2 separate regions of the Mus musculus genome follow, and region 1 is linked to region 2. A link is a contact called in public HiChIP or PLAC-seq data. All regions are on one chromosome and are shown on one strand. The core of a region is the stretch at or near the end of the contact, and the rest is flanking DNA. Distances in the headings are between cores, read along the strand shown. Region 1 overlaps Creb3l2 (cAMP responsive element binding protein 3-like 2). Region 2 overlaps Dgki (diacylglycerol kinase, iota).

Region 1 (2,700 bases), core at 13-2,512, 190 kb before region 2:
CACACATGCTACGGCTGGCAGGATGGCAAGTCTGTAGAATGAGTTCCACTGAGCCATTGGCCAGGCAAGAGCTCACTCAGTATCTGGTGCTGCTGCGGTGGGGGCTGTGTTGGTGGGTAGTGCAGAGGCTTCTGAGGAAGCTTAGGCAGGACAGAGAGGAAATTCTACGACAGAAGAAAGTTCTGCAGCACAGGGACTCTTGGTTATGAACTTTTAAAGTGGAATTTAAAATAAGTGTGCTATCAGCATTTCTTCACCTTGAGCAACATGCAGTGTGCTTTTAAAGCAAATCCTACTTTGATAAATTAATAAGGGTCATGTCTAACCCCATCTGGTCATGCTTTTATATAGCCAAAATGAAAAGTATGATTGAGTACAATAGCCTTCCATAGGAAATATTATCTTGCTATCCTAAAATTATTCCACATGGCAAAAAACACAGAGTGGGTAGGACCACAGGGAGATTTTTTTGAGTTTAGAAAGCCTTCTACCATGTGTGCTGAGGGCTGTTCAAATTCTTTCACCAAGTCTACCTCCACTGATACTGCAGAAAGGAAAACCATCTCAAAGCCAGCCTACCCTTGCTTAAACTAAGAGAATTCATGTCTTTGATACTGGGCAGGACAGAATTACAAACCTCAGAAAAGCTTGCATGTGTTTTCATCATTGGAAAGACATGCCGCGGGTAGGCTGTGATGGCAAGCAAGATGTGAGGAAATCCCAGAATTCTTCTTGCCTGGCTTTCAAACATTCCATCACGGTTCGCTGTTTTCTGAAAATCTTTGATACTCAGACCGTATGTTCTCACAAACCCTTTCCATTTTGTAGTGGATGCCGGCCTTGAGCAGAGCTGATGAGAATGAGGCAGGGGTCCCAGGCTTTATGCTAGTCCCCCTGAGTCCCGGGAGACACTCTAACCTGGGAGGATGTGCTGCCAGACCCCTGCTATGTCTTGCCATTCTTGGTTTAGGATTTGCAAAGATGCTCCCACACAACATCCTGATATTACAGTGTGTATACTGCTGTCCTCATCTCTGAACATCCACAGTTGTCCTAGCTGGGGAGTACCATCCCCCTTTCCCTCTCTCCTCTTCCCTGCTCCCTCCCTTCCTCTGCAGAGTGCTCTGTGTAAACTTGCCGCTCACTGATGGACTGGCCATTTCCAGTCAAGCCACCACCTCTGGCCCCTCCTGCTATTGTTCTCTGCCGGCCTTTGTTTCTCTCCTTCTCTTGTTTTTGTTTTTATAGATCAGTGTCTCTCATCTCTTGGTGAAACGAGCCTCCTTTGTAATTACCACTGCCCTAGTCAGTTCAGACTGCTGTAACACAATACCATAAAAGGACTGGCTTGGAAACAACAGAAATGCATTTCTTGCTGTACTGGAGGCAGAGGCGGCCAAGATCAAGGTGCTGGCAGATTCGGTGTCTGGTAAAGGCTGCCTTCTGGTGCAAAGAAAAAAACGACAGCTCCTAGCTGTGTTCCCATGTAGTGAAGAACTGTACTTTTAGCCCCTTATGTGGGCACTCGTCCTGTTATTAAAACTCTATTCTCAAGGCTACTCACCCCACACCCCCTGCCTATTATCATTATATTGCAGCTTCAGTCTGAACATAGGAACTTGGAGAGAGGGGAGTCATCCAACCAGAGTGTCCTTTTCTTCCCTCATTGGCTGACAGACAAGTTTCTGCCTGTCAGGGTTGATTTGGGGGCTCCTCTCTTGCCCAGAACAGCTGCAGGCTGCAGAGCTGTTGTCAAGGCTGACTCTGAAGCTCCAGGGGGTTCTGCGGTGGCGCTGCCAGCAGGTGTAGTCCAAAGGACACCCGCCCAGGTGTAGTCCTTTTGCCGTGCTTCCAGACCCTGCTCAGTCACAGGTGTGAAGCCGCTATGACTTCTGCGGGAGAGTCGTTCAGAGCAGCTCGCTCTCACGTGCCCCTTCCTGACTTTCACTTATCACCGTGGCAGGACTCTCCTTCAGCAACTTCAGAAGCTTCAGACTTTGGTGATGGGGAAGGTCTCTCGAACCTGCAAGTTAGCTGGCACACAGACTGGCACCTGCCTCATGGTGAGTTTCCCAAAGGGACTTCCTCCCCTGGCAAGCCCCCCATTTCCAGACTCCCCTACCTTGAAAATGCTAACAATGAATGAAGCCAGAGAGACCATACATCCCGTTCCAAGGCTTCCCCTTGTCTCGTCATTTCAAGGACACAAGTGAGGGTGACCTGACCCCTAACAGACTTGTGCTCTTTCTTGTCCCTTGTTCCCAGAGGTCAGCCACCCACAGTCTGAGCTCTACAGCTCCCCGTGTTCTCTCCTTACCTCTAGGTCGTTGTGCTTTGCTTTGCTGTTGCATTTGGAAGCTTCTTTCAAGGCTATGGGCCTTATCCTTCTGCCACCAAGATGGCTCTGCCCAGCCAGCATCCTCTGTCAGAGCCATACACAGCCTCCGTGGGTAAGTCACCACCTTGTTTTTGTTTGCCTGCAGTTGGCTTTCCGAGCTCTCTGCAAGGGATCCCAACCCATGTGTAAGAGTAGAGCATCTCTGTTTGCAGGTGGGGTGTTCTGGGAGTGGCCACTGGACTCCCTGGGTAGCACCAGGAATTCTCAAGAATTCCACAGAGAGTTAACAGAAGTCCCTAGTGCTCCAGATTCCTTCTCTGATAAGCCCTGACACCCCCTTTGGAGTTCTGACTTGGGGTGGG
Region 2 (2,700 bases), core at 184-2,683:
TTCCTCTTCCTCCTCCTCCTCCCCCTCTTCCTCTTCCTCCTCCTCCCCCTCCCCCTCCTCCTCCTCCTTTTCCTCCCCACCCCCTGGTGATTGTGGGCACCCTGTGACAGTGATCTTGATCTGCTGAATGTCGGGTAGGACAGCAGAAGTTAGGGAACACGCCCCAGGGAGGCTTTGGTGTGGCTCTGGAACACCTATCTCCAGGCTGCTGTGATATCCGCAGACAGAAGCCCAGCAGTGAGCAGTACCCTATTGCACAAAACATTCAGGAAGGAGGAGATGGCTAGACATACTTCAGTTGACTTTTTCTGTAAGAGTTTAAATGACTCCTGCTTTAAAATGAAGGCTTTTTTTTTTTTTTTTTTTTTTTTTTTTTTTGCCAAATACACTGGGTATTAACTGGCCATTCTGTTCAGGGGACCAAATGATGAGTTCAGGAATTTCTTGACCATTTCTCTAGGACAACCCTTTCTTTTAGTTTCCCTTGGAGAAGCAGTCTGAGAACACATCTGCTACACAGCTAGCTATCAGACTGCTTTACTTTTAAAAGTCTCCCAAATAAACAGAATACCACAAAAAGACGAAATGGGAGGTGGGGGAGTGAGACATACAGAACCCTCTGGTTTGGCTTTCCAGCGCCCATAAACACACACACAGACACATACACACACAGACACACAAACACACAGACACACACACACCCCGACAGACATACACAGACACACACCCCGACAGACATACACAGACACACACAGACACACACAGACACAGACACACACACACACACACACAGAGACACACACACAGACACAGACACACACACAGACACACACACACACACACACACACACACACGGACAGGCACTCCAGTCAGTAGCCTTAGTTGAGGTCCTGGTTTCATAGAATGCTGGGTAGTGGCACTCCTGAGGGTCTTGGCCCCGTAGCACAGTGTAGAGCAGGGCTGTTGGGAGCCCCTTGTTCTTCACAGCTTCCTTGATTCTTGGGCAGAAATTCTTGCTTCCTACCTCCAGAGTTCAGGGGACTAGGCACCATGTCAACACCCCAGCTCTCTGACACCCTGACTTTACCTGTAGTTGCATTAACTCACCAACTTGAAAACAGATGGGGAAGCTGTTCAGGGTACACATAGAGATGCAGGGCAGATCCAGGTCAACATGAGTTTGAAAGCTCTGTCCCAAGGGTCCTAGTTTTTGTAGAAAGGACCCCACTCTGAATCCAGCATATGTGCCCAAGTCTCCTAGGGAACACAGTTTATTCCCTATAAAACAATGGTCCCAGGCTTTGGGAAGGGGTCTGCTCCTGAGGATCCTGAGTGCCGGCTGAGTGAGCACAGATTGGGTATTGCATAGCTTGGCTGGGAGCACAGGCCGGGAGACAGTCTTCATGCTTTGTGCGCATGTCTTTGATTAGCTTTAGGGACTCCATCTTCCCCTTCTCAGTTCCCTCCTTAGTGACACATATTCCGATGCCTGCCACCCCCACCTCTGTAGCTTATTCCTCAAAGCCCCGACCACCTCTTTGACTCGGTTTACTCAAGAGGTGTCCTGGGACTCCGGTCGGTCAGTCGCATTTTCTTTATAACGTTGTCACTATTTGTTCTTACTGCCTGTATACAGGCTGTCTCCTGATGGTGCATAAAAGTGTCCTGTCAGCCTTCAGTAAGGTGCCCCAGTCTCCTGAGGACAACAGTGACCACTGGGCCCAACCCAGCATGTAGACTGCTGTTTTCTGTACCTTCCTTCCCCCCTCTCCCTATCTCCTTCCTCTCATCTGTCTTTGTCTCTTTGTCTTTTCTCTGTCTGTCTGTCTCTCCCTCTCTCCCTGTTTCTCTCTGTCTCTGTCTCCACTCCCATCCCCAGGCAGGGATCATCTCTTATCTATGTAATGTGATACTTTTCACTTCCTTCACCGTGTGTGTGTGTGTGTGTGTGTGTGTGTGTGTGTGTGTGTGTGTGTGTGTGTGTGTGTTCCTCTGCTCATAGTGAATTAACCTACAAACAGAAACCAGTTAGTGTTTCTTGCTTAACTTCTGTGAGACCTTCAGTTAGGGCTCTGGCTACCTGAAGAGCCAGGCACCGTCTTCTGCTTGTTTTCTCTTTAAAGCAGAGAGTGCATGACAGCCCAAGGGCTGCCTTGTTACTGATGCCAGGGCATAAATTGATTGTAATGCCTCTGCTCAGTCAGTAAGAAGTGAACTTACCCTTGGAAACTGATGGGAACTCACATCATCTCTAGTTCCTGAAAAGCTTGCTAAGCATGACTCCAAATATAACCTGTTCCAGTGCCAAGTGACCCCGCCCCCACTCCCCACCCCCACCCCCCGGTCTTTCCTATTGCAGCACTGTGAGATCATACACATGGAGAGGCTTGGTCTTTCTGCTTCTAATAGTGGCCTCCCTTCACCCTCCCAGTGACAACCTGTAGAGGCCGTTCCCTCTGACACCGTGAAGATACATGTCAGCCAAACCAGTTTGGGAAGAAATAAGCTAAATTACTAGAATGGGGAGGAAGTAATGTCCAAAATAGAAACCAAAAATATTCTTGTCTCCTGGGCCGGAATCCAAGCTCTCAGTTTCGAGTGAGTTAGCCCATTTAGAAGTGTGTCAGTGCCATAGATAATATGTGTCTTCTTAAATGTCACATGCCTCCCCTGCAGAGGTGACTCAGTTTACAGTTAGA

Evidence for each region. HiChIP or PLAC-seq counts read pairs in DNA pulled down with a chosen protein or histone mark.
Region 1: an H3K27ac HiChIP or PLAC-seq map of extraembryonic endoderm stem cells shows a contact between it and region 2, with 3 times the contacts expected there. The contact joins two enhancer-like sites. A contact is called at or near these places in 1 of 15 datasets of contacts at CTCF or cohesin (the NIH/3T3 cell line), 5 of 484 Hi-C or Micro-C datasets (the STO cell line, differentiating spermatogonia, embryonic stem cells and 1 more), 6 of 115 datasets of contacts at active chromatin or transcription factors (embryonic stem cells, extraembryonic endoderm stem cells, stem cell-derived neural progenitor cells and 1 more) and 3 of 9 other capture datasets (adipose tissue, embryonic stem cells and liver).

What each region holds. Positions count from the first base shown.
Region 1 is chr6:37,335,578-37,338,277 of GRCm38.p6, reverse strand. It overlaps Creb3l2 (cAMP responsive element binding protein 3-like 2), which reads left to right. Exons shown (of 12, transcript NM_178661.4): 9 at 1,964-2,063; 10 at 2,324-2,450. Among named protein-coding and RNA genes, the nearest start is that of Dgki, 37 kb to the right of the region's middle. Within about 2 kb of position 1,262, at least 68 of the 459 cell types and tissues checked have an H3K27ac peak or open chromatin away from gene starts, as enhancers often do. A contact at or near this core is called in extraembryonic endoderm stem cells, where this site is marked.
Region 2 is chr6:37,143,659-37,146,358 of GRCm38.p6, reverse strand. The region is part of intron 2 of Dgki (diacylglycerol kinase, iota); the gene reads left to right. Among named protein-coding and RNA genes, the nearest start is that of Dgki, 150 kb to the left of the region's middle. Within about 2 kb of position 1,433, at least 39 of the 459 cell types and tissues checked have an H3K27ac peak or open chromatin away from gene starts, as enhancers often do. A contact at or near this core is called in extraembryonic endoderm stem cells, where this site is marked.